3 separate regions of the Mus musculus genome follow, and all the other regions are linked to region 3. A link is a contact called in public promoter capture Hi-C data. All regions are on one chromosome and are shown on one strand. The core of a region is the stretch at or near the end of the contact, and the rest is flanking DNA. Distances in the headings are between cores, read along the strand shown.

Evidence for each region. Promoter capture Hi-C pulls out the DNA fragments that hold promoters and counts their contacts.
Region 1: a promoter capture Hi-C map of pre-B cells shows a contact between it and region 3, with 4 times the contacts expected there. The contact joins the promoter of Bcl10 here to the promoter of Lrrc40 in region 3. A contact is called at or near these places in 2 of 39 promoter capture datasets (cranial neural crest and pre-B cells) and 2 of 484 Hi-C or Micro-C datasets (B cells and CD4 T cells).
Region 2: a contact with region 3 is called in a promoter capture Hi-C map of pre-B cells, with 4 times the contacts expected there. The contact joins the promoter of Odf2l here to the promoter of Lrrc40 in region 3. A contact is called at or near these places in 2 of 39 promoter capture datasets (cranial neural crest and pre-B cells) and 1 of 484 Hi-C or Micro-C datasets (pre-B cells).

Annotation. Positions count from the first base shown.
Region 1 is chr3:145,921,225-145,925,633 of GRCm38.p6, forward strand. It overlaps Bcl10 (B cell leukemia/lymphoma 10), which reads left to right and starts at 3,038. Exons shown (of 3, transcript NM_009740.2): 1 at 3,038-3,291. The coding sequence starts at 3,235.
Region 2 is chr3:145,115,958-145,120,106 of GRCm38.p6, forward strand. Odf2l (outer dense fiber of sperm tails 2-like) reads left to right here and starts at 2,632. Exons shown (of 17, transcript NM_001162538.1): 1 at 2,632-2,825. Gm40163 (a long non-coding RNA gene) reads right to left here and starts at 2,456. Exons shown (of 2, transcript XR_867692.2): 1 at 2,386-2,456; 2 at 865-1,158.
Region 3 is chr3:158,033,805-158,038,031 of GRCm38.p6, forward strand. It overlaps Lrrc40 (leucine rich repeat containing 40), which reads left to right and starts at 2,878. Exons shown (of 15, transcript NM_024194.6): 1 at 2,878-3,072. The coding sequence starts at 2,922. Srsf11 (serine and arginine-rich splicing factor 11) reads right to left here and starts at 2,802. Exons shown (of 13, transcript NM_001379531.1): 1 at 2,712-2,802. The coding sequence starts at 2,801.

The sequences.
Region 1 (4,409 bases), core at 1,788-4,287, about 12 Mb before region 3:
CCAGCCCCCTGTACACCATCCCCAATTAAGTGTTCTTCTTTATAAGGGTTGCCTTGGTCATGGTGTCTCTTCACAGCAATGAAAACCCTAAGATACCTCCCCCTTCATTTCAAAACAAAAAACAAAACAAACAAACAAAAAAACCCAACAACAACAACAAAAACCAAAACAAAAACCCTCTTCCTTTATTGATTGCTACTAATTGTTCCAAGATCATACAGTCAATGATGTATTAAGATGGACAACATCTCCCCAAAATTCACAACCACTGGTACCTCAGAACATGATCCACTTTGAAAATGCATTCTTGTGTTGTGTCCCTTATCCATGAGGAAACACCCTGAGAAACCTGCTAAGCAATGTCATCACGTCCCAACATCACAGGCTATGATCCCACTGCCTTGTGCTTGTAGCATCTAAATTGAATCTACAGGACATAGGTCGGGTGTCTCACGTTCCAGAGTAGGATATAGGTACACTTGTAAGTTAGATGGAAATGCAGGTTCCTGTTAGCGTTTGGGAATCGGTACTTATTGCAAAGAAAGGACAGGCTTGTTTGCTTGAAGCTATGCCTTTATAGTCTGGCCCTGTGACTTAGCCGAAAGGGAGGGAAATGAGTTTGCCAATGGAGGAATGGTGATACATTAGAAACTCAGGATTGAGATTCACAGGCCATGATCATGCACAAGCTGAAGAAGGCGGATGGCTTGAACCCAGTTCAACATTTGCCTGAAAACATAGACATTATTCCCAAGAAAACAAGAAGGAAGATTGCTTGACATTTTTTTTTTTGTGATGGTAGTGAGTATTCATCACAGTGCCCTATATCTGGGTGGCTGGAGAATGAAATCTTCCAGCTGTTTCTCTGACTCCCATCCTTTCTTCTGCACTCTGGTCTTTTCTTGATAGCAACAGGGAGCCTTTCAAAACAAAGTCAAACGCCCTGGCCTTTCTCACCCAGCCTGCTCTCCTCTCTCTCACTGCTCCCAATCCAGCCAGGCCTCTACCTCCTGGGGTCTAGATTAGAGCAGTAGCTGGCCAGCTTGCAGAACAGTGAAAGCATAGTTTGCATATGTCCCTCTGCTCCTCTGAAGCCTGCAGCGGCTTTCCTTCTGACTCAGAGTAAACCTGTATGACTCTGGGCAAAGTCAGATTAAACTCTGCCCGTAGCAGAGTTCACCTCCCCAGCCACCCAGCCTCTGCATTGCAGGGCTCTCCACTGAGAGCTCTTTTTCCCTTTTTCCCTCTGTCCAACGGCTCCTCCCTCACTTCCTGCACGTGGGAAATGTATCCTTTATCTCCGTGTGGTCTCCATCTCCACCTTTTCCATTTCCCAGCGTCGCTTTCCCTCTTAGTATTTATGAGATTCTAGCATATTAAACACTTTACACACGAAACTTTTCAAATGTCTACCTTTTCCACCCCCAAACAAATACGTGCTTTAATGTAAATTTCACGAAGAAACAGATGTTATTGTTGTTTTTTCTGTTTGTTGGAGCCAGGCTCCTACTATATAGCACAGGTTGTCCCAGTAATTTACTAAGTAGCCCAGAATAACCTTGAACTTTGACAATACTTATGACTGGGTCTATTGTTTTTTATTTTGAGACAGGATATTCTTATCTGCAGGGTTCAAACAAAAAAAAACCTACATATCCAAAATGTGGGGAAAAAATGCAAAAAGGAAAAAACCCTCCTAATGTTTTAAGTAAGTTTATGATTTATTCCTGCTTATAGCTGGGTCAGATGCAAGCAGTTGGTTGGCCAACACAGCTAGCTAGCTTGTGCCACCACACCCTAGCTGGAGGACAGAGGTGTTTGATTTGCTAGAAGAAGATCTGGGTGTAGTTCAGTAGTTGCCATTCAACAGATGGTTGCTACAGGAAAGAGCAAATGATTAAGCAAATTGGGTTATAACAAGACAACGGATGACTAAGGACACAGGAAAACACTCTAGTATACTAGACATCAGCGTAAAAAAAGACCTGGCATAATGTAAACACCAAGATTCCAGAACTCTGATCAAAGCTACAGAGATGTGGCTTTAAGCCTCTACTGGTTCTTTTGTTTTAGATAAAGATTCCTGTTGCCTTTGGTCCTCTTGACATTTCAGTCTACACTTGCAGATTTACTTCATCGACCACATAATCATTTTCTGCCTAGGACTCTATGTGGAGCACCTCATCCACTAGGACACGTTTTGCACGGGCTACGAGTTAAAATATCGTTCTGAAAATAGCCATTTGGCCTCCAATAAACAACTTCCCCATCAGAGCATCCCTAGAATTTACTTACTGAACAGAGATAAAGGATAACAATAAGAGAGTGTAACTGTGTACCAAGTAGCTTCAGAACCTTAAATATACTCCTAGAGGCCCTAGCTTTTTAAATTTGTCTCTACTGCATAGATTAATAAGGAGAAATGCTTCTAATGAATAGAGACTTAAAAGTACCCAAACACTACCTGTGCTGCTAAATTGATGGGATTGCAGGTAATTTTTAAATCTTTTAACAGTTTTTTTTTTTTCTTTGTGTTTTGTCGTTTTGTTTTCTGCTCTCAAGATCTCCTTGCTCCTGTCTCCCTAGTTCTAGGTGGTAAATGGCAGTGGCCCCCCAGAGCAGGCCCTCAAACGGAAGTTATGTGTGCGTGTATACATATACGTATGATCACGCAACTGTAAAACCTGGCTCAGCACAACAGGAAATTGTTCCGCAACATCTGGAAAAGAGAAGCAAACCAAAATGCTCTGGCCGACTCAGCCCACACTCCACCCAAACGAGGAGTCTGCGAAGGCGGGGAGATCCCGCTAAACTGAGCGGCCAGTGCTCCGCCCACGGAAACAAATCCTTCAGGCGTCCAATCCGCAAGCCTATGTAAATGACAAGGGGGCGTGGTTAGAGGGACGCCCGCTGTGGGCGGAGCCACTGCGGAAGCAGAGACGTAACCGAGGGTAGTACTGATTGGCTGGCACGTAGGTGGGTGGGGCCTGCAGGCAGACCCGCCTCGCCGAAGGGTGGTGCCTGAGTTAGGAAGAACGCTGAGCGCGGCACCGCTGGCCCCAGGGGCGGAGCCGGAAGTGGGGCGTTGAGGTCTCCACCTCCTCGTCCGTGAGCCGGCCGTTCCCCCGCTTCTGTTCCTAGTCCCCCCGAAGTCACAGCCTGATTCCCGGAGGCCCGAGCCCTTAGTCTGGGCGGGGTGGCGCGGGCCGGAAGGACGCCATCCCGGCCTGGGCCATGGAGGCTCCCGCACCGTCCCTCACGGAGGAGGATTTGACTGAAGTGAAGAAGGACGTGAGTAGCTCCGCCGGGCTGGGCGCAGCGGGGCGCAGCGGGGCGGGCGGGCGGAGGAAAGCGGAAACCCGGAGCTGAGCGACGGGGAACTTCAGGTCGGAAGAGCGCGGGGTCCTGGCACAGCACGACCTGCCTGCTTCCCGGGAGCTGGCTGGAGACGATCCACCAGCGACCCGGGAGTCCGCGGTTAAGCCTGTCGGTGGGCTTGGATGTTTCCTTGCCATCCGCTCGTCGCTGGTGGCTTTCCATCCTGCCGATCCCCCATCCCACGCCACCGCCGCGGGAGCTGCTAGCCTAGGGAGCCGCCGGAGTGTGCCCACAGCGGGCTTTGGACCAGGCATCCCCGGGCGTAGAGCAGATGGGTGAAACTGGTCTCTATCGGGGGCTGCGGAAAGCTCGCCAGCTGAACGCACGCCCTGGAATTCCCCGAGTAATCAGACGCCCACGTATTTAAATGAAGGGGGTGTGCGTACTTCTCGCTGAGACTTGGTTCCCAGGTAAACGTTGAAAATACTCCCGACTAAATTGGACTCTTCTGCTTAGACCATGTAGAACTTCACAGACACAGTAATATTTGAGGAAATGGCTTTAACCACAACGTGCTTCGTTTTTTTTTTCCTTCCTTTTAACTTCTTTTGCCAGAAAAAAAAAAAAAATCAAATGAGCACAACTTAGATAATATACATGAATTCACATTAAAAACCGGTAACTCGTTCTTACTTAGCACCAAAATGCTGCCGAAAAATCGTCTTTACGAACTTAACCTCAAGTTGTTGAAGATGTATGTGTGCTTCAGACCCCTTTTTCTACCATACTTACCCCTTGTAAAGTTTATTGCGCTGTGCCCATAATTACAACTGATAGAGCTAAGTACCAGGAGGGAAAGGTACGGCCAGGATAACTGCCATAGTTTCCGTGTTCAGTGGAGTTGGTAGGGCACCTGCTGTATGGAAAGCTACACATTCTACTTGAAACAAGGTCTTTGATACCCACTATAGTCCTTAAGAGGACAGTAAACCCTAAGTGTAAAGTCTGGGAGCTCTGTTCCCATGTTCCACAGTTTTGAATTTTCTCACAATCATTAAAGTACCTATAAGGAGAGAATTGCTTTTCATTTT
Region 2 (4,149 bases), core at 1,382-3,881, about 13 Mb before region 3:
CCAAGAGAGACCGAGAACAGCTTAAGAATGCTTAACATGTCTCCTTTATCACAGAGCTTTTTACAGTGCTCTTTTAGTTAGACTATAGCTGGATTGGGCCAGGGAGATGGCAAGGGAGTGCAAGAAACCACCTGCTGCAAGAGAGTGTCAATTGGGGGTTGAGGTGCATTATGGGCAGTGAACATGGAGAGAGAGGCCCTGCCTCAGCAGAGCCCAGGGCGATAGCCCACTCCTGAAAGCTGTCCTGCCTCCACCATCATGGCCTCTACCTGTCCACATGCACAGATACATGCACAAAAAAAAAAGGGGGGATTTAAAAAAGAAAGCAATGGGACTGATTTGAATAGGAATTCTTATAGTTACATAGATAGGAAATCTAATTAATTCTTTCATGTAACACTATAGTTGTTTATTAAATACAATAATTAGAAAAAGGCAGTGACAGACACATCTAGGTCAAAATCAAACATTTAAAATATCAAAATGTTAGTTTCTTTGTAAAGTGATAGTTTTGGACAACTGCTAAATTGGGGAGAGGACTTCAAGGATCATTTTATCCTTTTTCATTCAAGGATAAAAGAATGAGTTTTTATGTCATAAACCATGTGACATTCGTGATTTATCTCTTCTTGCATTGTTATAACATCGTAGCAATGACTCTTGCATTGTAAATTACTTACTAGGCTGAGGAGAAAGTCAATATATTGAAGTTCCAGTATCTAAAATTACATGTTTTTATTTTTAAACTCCCACCTTTTCTGCTTTCAGTTACAAAAACCTCTTTTGGCATTTACCTACCATTCTTTGACAGCCATAATCAGGTAAAAGCAGCTTACATATATGATTAAATATGCTGAGAAGTGATAGTGGGAAGATAATAAAAATCTTTATTTTCCACAATTAAGTCAGTACTTGGAGAATTGCCTTCAGAGAACGATCACTCTCCAGGGAGGAGTAGCATGCAGCTCCCTGCTGTGGAATGAGTGTGTCCCTTCCTCCCACTAACCCTCAGTGTGTAGGCACTTGGAGTGGAGGCCTTGGCAGGCTGATTGGGTTACAGGAGTAGAGTCCTCATGATGAGATCTGTGTCCTTACAGGAGGTAGGTGAGATCTTGCTTCTTGCTCAAGTGAGAATACAGCAAGGAGGCTTCCAACCATCTGTAAGCATTAGGAACAGACAACTCACTAGCAGCCAGATTGGTTGATTCTTGAGTTGGGTCTTCTGAGATTCTAGAAATGTGATAAATATGTTTCTGTTCTTTAAACAACTCAGCCTACGCTACTTTCTTATACAAGGCTGAATTAAGACGTCTATTACCAGTCTATCCATGGCTGCTCATGTACCCAGCATGTCCATATTGAATGTCCCAGGCAACAGAGAGAAGAGCTTCAAGCTACTTATGCAGAAGGTGCATATTGAAGTGGCTTGTTGTTTTTGACTGTGGAATATCATTCCATTGTATTGAATATGTAATCAATTTTCCTGCTGGTAAACATTCAATCTACTTGCCATTTTTAGCTATTATAAACAAACTTGCTATTTATGACTTTCTTATAGAATATTTCATAAACATGTATTTTCATTTTCCTCACCTAGGCGAACAGCTCCCTATGGAAACTCCCTAAGAAGCACAGCATCTGGCTCTGAAGAGCTTGTACTAGCCATACTGAAGGGCCGACAGTTCAGCTCCTAGCTGACATTTCCCATAGCTACCATTTTACTCTATCTACTAGAAGTATGCGCTGCTTCGATATGCTGTTCATTTTTATATCTCTTCCTGTGGTGGAACCTGAGGGAGTGGAGCGGAGGAACGAGGCAGACTAACGCCGCATGCAATAGCCAACTTTATTCAGAGCATCAGACAGTGTATACCCTGAGTGCTAAGAAAGGTCACTTGAGTATATAAGAAGGACAAGGTGCACGCGGCAAAAACATGTTTGTTTGTTTGTTTCCCATAGAGGCAAATAAATGGATAATAGCCAGTTGTACAAAAACTCGGACGTAAACTCACTCCTATCTACTACACCTGGGAGGTGCATGAAAACATTCCAAGAACAATGACAAAACTCCCAAAATCTCATAAGGAAAACAAAACAAAACAAAATAAACAAACAAAAAACCACTACTAGGTCCTACCAAGATCTCATTTGGCCGGTTCAGCAGTTTAGAAAGCACAGCAGCTTTATCTAAGGACTTAGGAGGACTTGAACGACATTTTGGAGAACCTGCTGACTATGTTTTTAAAGAAGAAAAACTCCTGTGGGGGATAATGCCATACACTGGAAAGGTTTTTCTGTCTTGGGTTTTTTCAAATCCTAGCTACAAAAAAGGGCAAAAGCAGGGAAGTCATTTTTCGATCCAGTGTCAAGAGACTCGGAACGGACCTTCCTTCCCTGCTAGGATGAGAGCGGTTGAGATTTTCGGTCAGCGACGCACAAAAGCTACGCCTTTTCTCAAAGCTAAAGCTTTTGAAAAATCTCACTAGAGAAACCAGAGCAGAGACAACCCCCCGCCGGCCACGCCCCCTCACTCCCTCCAATCACAGCAGGAACGGCGCTCGCGCTCTAGAGCTCCCGACCAATTAGCTGCGTCGGAGCGGGCCGATGAGGGCGGGGCGTCCGTTTCCACAGAAACCGCAGGCCGGTTACTAGCAACGTTGAGCTCCAAGGTGGACGCGCTCAGGCCGCCGCTGCCTGTTCTGGTGACTCGTCAGCTTCTCTCCCCGCGCTCCCTGCCCTTCCCTCTGGCCTCCTACTCTCTCTGCACTCTCCGCCTGCTGCAGTGACCCAGGGCCGGGCAGGCCTCAGAGAGGCCTCCGGCCATTGTAGGTAGTGGCGGCGGCGGGGGATGACGTCAGGGCGACGGGCGGACGGGCGGGCGGGCGCGAGTCTGGGGTGGGCTCTGAGGGCGGGCCGCGCGTGACCCTAGGCACCCGGAAGTGAAACCCGTGGTGCCCACCCCTCCTGAACAGTATGTGTTTGGTGCTCAGGTCCTCACTGTCACCCAGAGGAAAGCGGACATTGTGCCCCTGCTTCCCGCGGTGTGGTCTCGGGGCGCCGGGGAGAAGTTAGCGGGGGATAGGGTCCCTGCAGAGCGAGGGTCCGGGTTTGGGGGTGTTTCCGACATAGTGTTTTCCTAATCTTGAGCTCACCCGATGCCAGTCCAGTTCTTGACGTACCCCGAGTCATGTCCCCTGTCTCTGGCACTGAATATGTCAGTTGAGTAACCTTAACCTAACGGTGGCTGCTATTGGTGACCCTAAAGACCAAGTTTCTCTGTCACGCCATGGCTTACAAGGGTGTCAAATGTTTGAGGGTACGAGTGCCTCTGGTTTAGGTAAAGGATCAAACTGTAGAAATCGTGCCTGTTTGTAAGCTTTACTTCATACCTTTGATTAATGGTGAGACCGGCCATATTTGTAATTTTTAATAGCAAAGTATTATTATTGCTGTTTTCTGCTAATTCTACAACTGGTGTATATTAATAGTTTTAGTCTTTGCTTTTCGAGCGTCTCAAGATCTGAGCAGATAGCCTCATTTATTCGTCACTTTTGTTAACTCCATACAGACAAATGGGAGTCAGGATGAGTATAGAAACGATCCGTTGCAGGCCACTGATGCCCCCAACCCCCACCCTCTGGTTTAGTAGTTCTCCATTTATGACTGCTTCAGCAATGACTTTCTACAAAGAACAGATAGGTCTTCAAGGTTGTTCTGTAAAATCAGTTCTGATCAACTCAGGCTTGTAAGTAAATTTAAGGTAGGTTGGTTAATTCAGGATAATTACTTTAAAAAGGAGAAAGTGGAAAAAACGTGAAGATTGCTGAGCTGCCCCGCAGAGTGGGCCAGATGGCATCTAAGTTTAAAGGTGGGATAAAGTAAGATGAGTCCAGGGATTCTACTTCTTGCTCAGTGTGTCACCGTGACTCTAAACCACCCCTGTTGCTGTCCTTGATGGTCATCCGTGGTCCTAACATCTGCAGTATCCTGGGATCTTTAACCAGTGGCCTCTTCTGTCCTTTCATTGTACCAGTCCTCAGTTTCTTTCCGTGACACTTGCAATCCTTGTGTATCCACTGCATTTCTCCAATAACATCTCCTGGGCTTTCCTTAGAAACCCTTGCCTAATCATTCCAAGCCTCGGTTTGT
Region 3 (4,227 bases), core at 1,628-4,127:
ATGTTTGAAAATGTACTATTAAATTGTAGTGGTAAGAATGGATTTCCCTATCTTTATTTGATAATAAGTTTTACTTTCTGTCACGAAACAAATCAGCACTTTCTGGGTGACTTGATTGCTTATTTTTTTTTTTTAAGTAATGTCAAGCGATATTAAATAAAATGCATATAATAAACCATAGCCAAACACCTCCATTAAAAAAAAGGCAGGTATGCCTAATCTTTAGCAGGACAGAAGAGGGCTGCTTTTCAGTATTCCAGAGCTGGTGATAGAACCCAACGTCTTTGCAAGATATGTAAGTGTTCTATAACTGAACTACATCCCAAAAGATGTGATCTTTTATTTTATTTGGCGCTACTTCAATAATGCAGAATGTCTAATTAAAAAAATTTTAAAATTTATGTCTGTGTGTGTACCTGTATGAGCCTTTATGTGCACCATGTGTGTGCAGATGCTGGCAGAGGTCATATTCTCTGAAACGGAGTTAAAGGCAATTGTGAATTGTCCTGGAACTCACTCTGTAGACCAGGCTGGCTTTGAACTCAGAAATCCTCCTGCCTCCTACCTCCCAATTGCTAGGATTAAAGGGGTGCACCACCACTGCCGGGCTTCAGTAGGTGCTTTTAACAACTGAGCCTTCCAATTGTCCCCATATTGTCTAATTTTAAAACCCACAAATACTTTGAGTGCCACTACTGAAAAATGTTTCATTTTAAATGCATTATTAGTCTTAAGGTAATTCAACTACCATAAAGAACTAGTTGTCAAGACTACCCTCATATATTTTATAAACAAGCTCAATCCATGAATTACCTTCCAGTTTCTATCAATTAGCAACAAATAGATAATTTTCTCAAATGCAAGAGATAATTTTGGCTACAACCTGTTTATTTTTCACATGCTATATGAGTATAACATACAGTATATTATGAACTTGTATTAGCCAAATCCTTATGCCAGTTCATACCTATTGATATAGAAATATGCTGGATGTGGTGGCACTCATTTTTAATATTAGCACTTGATAGGCAGGGTGGATTTCAAGTTGGAGTCCAGTGTGATCTACATAGTGAGTTCCAGGCTAGGTAGGGCTACATAGATTCTGTAGACTCTAAAACAAAACACAACAAAACTCTAAAATACATTTGGGTGAAGAAACTGCATGTGATACAGTATGGTCAGACCACACCAAATCTACTTTTCAACTAATACTGTTTTTCTCATTAGGATGACAAAAGAGTTATGCAGCCTTCTCCCTGCATATGTTCTTTACATTTAAAAGAAGGGGAGAAAATCGGGGCTGGAAAGATGGCTCAGTGTTTAGAAGCACTTAAGGTTTTTTCAGAGCACCAAAGTTTGATCCAGGCACCCACATGGCAGGCGGCTCACAATCATTGCATAACCACAGTTGCAAAGGATCTGATATTTTCTTAGAGCAAAAAAACACAAACATAAATACACAGAAAACAAATTAATTTAAAAACTCATTTCTGTGATGGCTGACATGTTGATGGCTAACTATGTTTAAAAGTTAAAAATCTCTGTAGTTAGGCAAAATTAGACCTCCTATGTTAAGGACTGCTAAGGATATATATTTTTAACTGATGTTCCTGTAAATAAATTTGTTCTGCTTGAACATAAACACATTGTAATTTTGCATTCTTTGCCTTTATAAACCCGACTGAGGTGGCTGGGCGCTGCATTCTAGTGAATCTCTAAACATCCCCCAGACTCATAACCATTTCATACTGGTGAGATGGCTCTGCAGGTTGGTGGAAAAAAAAACCCACTCCCTCAAGTTGTTCTCTAACCTCCTGAGGCACCAGGGCACGTGAAACCCTATTCACGTGTGCAAAAAGAAACACTAAACTTAAAGAGGAATGTAATAGAAAATCAATTTCAGTCAAAGAATTTGGTCTGCGCTGGACACAGGATTCACGGCCCTGCCCACGTTAGGGAATTATATCCCCAGCCCTGGATAGTTGAGGGCTACTTCTTCGTTTGGGAAAATATATCAATACTTTGTAAACTCCAGGAAAAACTAAGCAGGAAATCGCTACTTATTAAATAAAATTTTCTTTTTTGTATTTACAACAAAACTACGCATTTAAATTTTCTTTGCTTTCTTTCTTTCTTCTTCTTTTTTTTTTCCTTTTTTCTTTTTTGAGACTGTTTCTCTGTTGCTCTGGCTGTCCTGGACTCGCTGTGTAGACCTGGCTGACCTCCAATTCAAGAGATCCATTTGACTCTGCCTAATCTAGTGCTGTGATTAAAGACGTGCGCCACCATGCCAGGTCAGTATTTACATTTTCATTATCCGAAGTTATTTTTAAAACTTCTTAAGACTGGATTATCGGTAAATCAGTGAAAAATGAGCTTCGTAAGCGTGGGACCAACTGCATAAGTTAGTCTGTAAGCGAGCAGGATTCGAAGTCCGAGCCCTTCACCACAGCTTTTAGCTGTCAGGTGGGTACTTAAGCTTAAGGGCCAAGCTTCGTGTCACTCGCCATCCTGTTCTCCGGGATCAATTCGATCACCGCACTGAACTCAGCGATCCCCAGGCCTGGCGCCCAGGGCCACAGGCCGCGCCTCAGGTTTCGACGCCGCCACGTTCTGATGCGACGTTGGGTAGCGCAGCCATGCCCGACCGCGCTGTCTAGGGAGCCCATGTTCCCCCCACGAGGACCTCTCAGCCCGTTAGACGCACTTACCCGAAAGAAGTTTCTCCTGAGGGCGAGGTTGGTGAGGGCAACGGAAGGGCTCGTCGGTCCTGCGGTCCCGGGAGCTGGCGGTGACGACATCAGCGCGCGCAGCTAGGGCAAGGCCCGGATTACTGTGAGGCGGAAGGGGCGGGGTTATCCAGCCATGGCACCTTGAAACGTCACAGCCGTGGTCGGGGCTTCCGGTGTGAGCTTTTGAATATGTCGCGCCAGCTGAGAGCCCCTAGGTTTGACCCTCGTGCGGGATTCCACGCGGAGGGCAAGGACAGAGGCCCCTCTGTTCCCCAGGGCCTGCTGAAGGCAGCGAGAAGCAGCGGCCAACTCAACTTGGCGGGAAGGAACCTCGGGGAAGGTGAGGCAGCGCGCGAACATCCTCTTGGTCCCCTGTGCACCCACCCGCGCCTGCTCCGTGGCCCTGCTAAGACTGGCCTTGACTTACTCGAAGTGTTCACTGAGATGTCCACAGAATACGGGATAAACATCGTAGTTTGGGAGTAAATTCGCTGTGAGATAGAGGATAGGCAGGTATTTGATTCGCCTTCCTCTTATTTTCGTTTTACCAGCTCCCCTCTGTGAGCTTAGAATAATTTTCTTTCAAGCCTAGCCTTTTTTTTTCTTCCACTTGAGGAAAATCCCAATGACAAACATACTCCTTATCCTAAGTACTAATTCAGAGTAAATGCTGCGGAGTATATGAATTTGAGAACATCCTGAGAAACCTATGAATGATCAACAAGCACAAATCTACATATTACTAAGTATAAATAAATACCTTTGTAGTGTATGTGTTTGGTAGGAGAGGACAGAGACAAAGAGAGGATTGAGAAGTGAAGCATTCTTTCTGTAATATTTTTTTCTACTTGCATTGATTAAAATCTTCCACTTCTAATAATGTACTTATGTATCTGTAAGGTTGACTAAGTAAAGACATTATGTGTATGCTTACTGAATGTGATGATTACTTGTGTCAAGTTGACACAATCAATGAGGGATTATTTAGATCATGTTCTCTATGAAGAACGTCTATGAAGACCTGTCTTGATTGATAATTGATGTAGGAAGATCTAGCCCACTGTGGGTTGTGCCATTCCCTAAGTTGGGTCTTGAATCCAAAGGTTGAGTCGTATAAAAAAGTGTGCGTGCCTTAATTCATTTCTCCCTCTGCTCTTGATTGTAGTTGTGTTGTGAGTAGCTGTTCCAAGTTCCTGCCATCTTGACTGATGGCCTGCAAATGAAATTATGAGCTAAAATAAACTTTTTCTCTAAGGTTCTTTGTTATGGTATTTTACCACAGCGTCTGGAAAGAAGAGTAGAATAGAAATTGGTACCCAGAAAGTGGATAAATCTGACTACATGGTTCCTAGGATATTTGAACTATTTTATATGGCTAGAATGTGGAAGGCTCTGGAATGTAGGTCTAGGAAAAAAGCTGAATGTTATGGGCAGAGCATAATGGACTGTGTTTTGGTTTGTTTTGTTGTTATGGGAAGTTGGAAAATAAGAATGC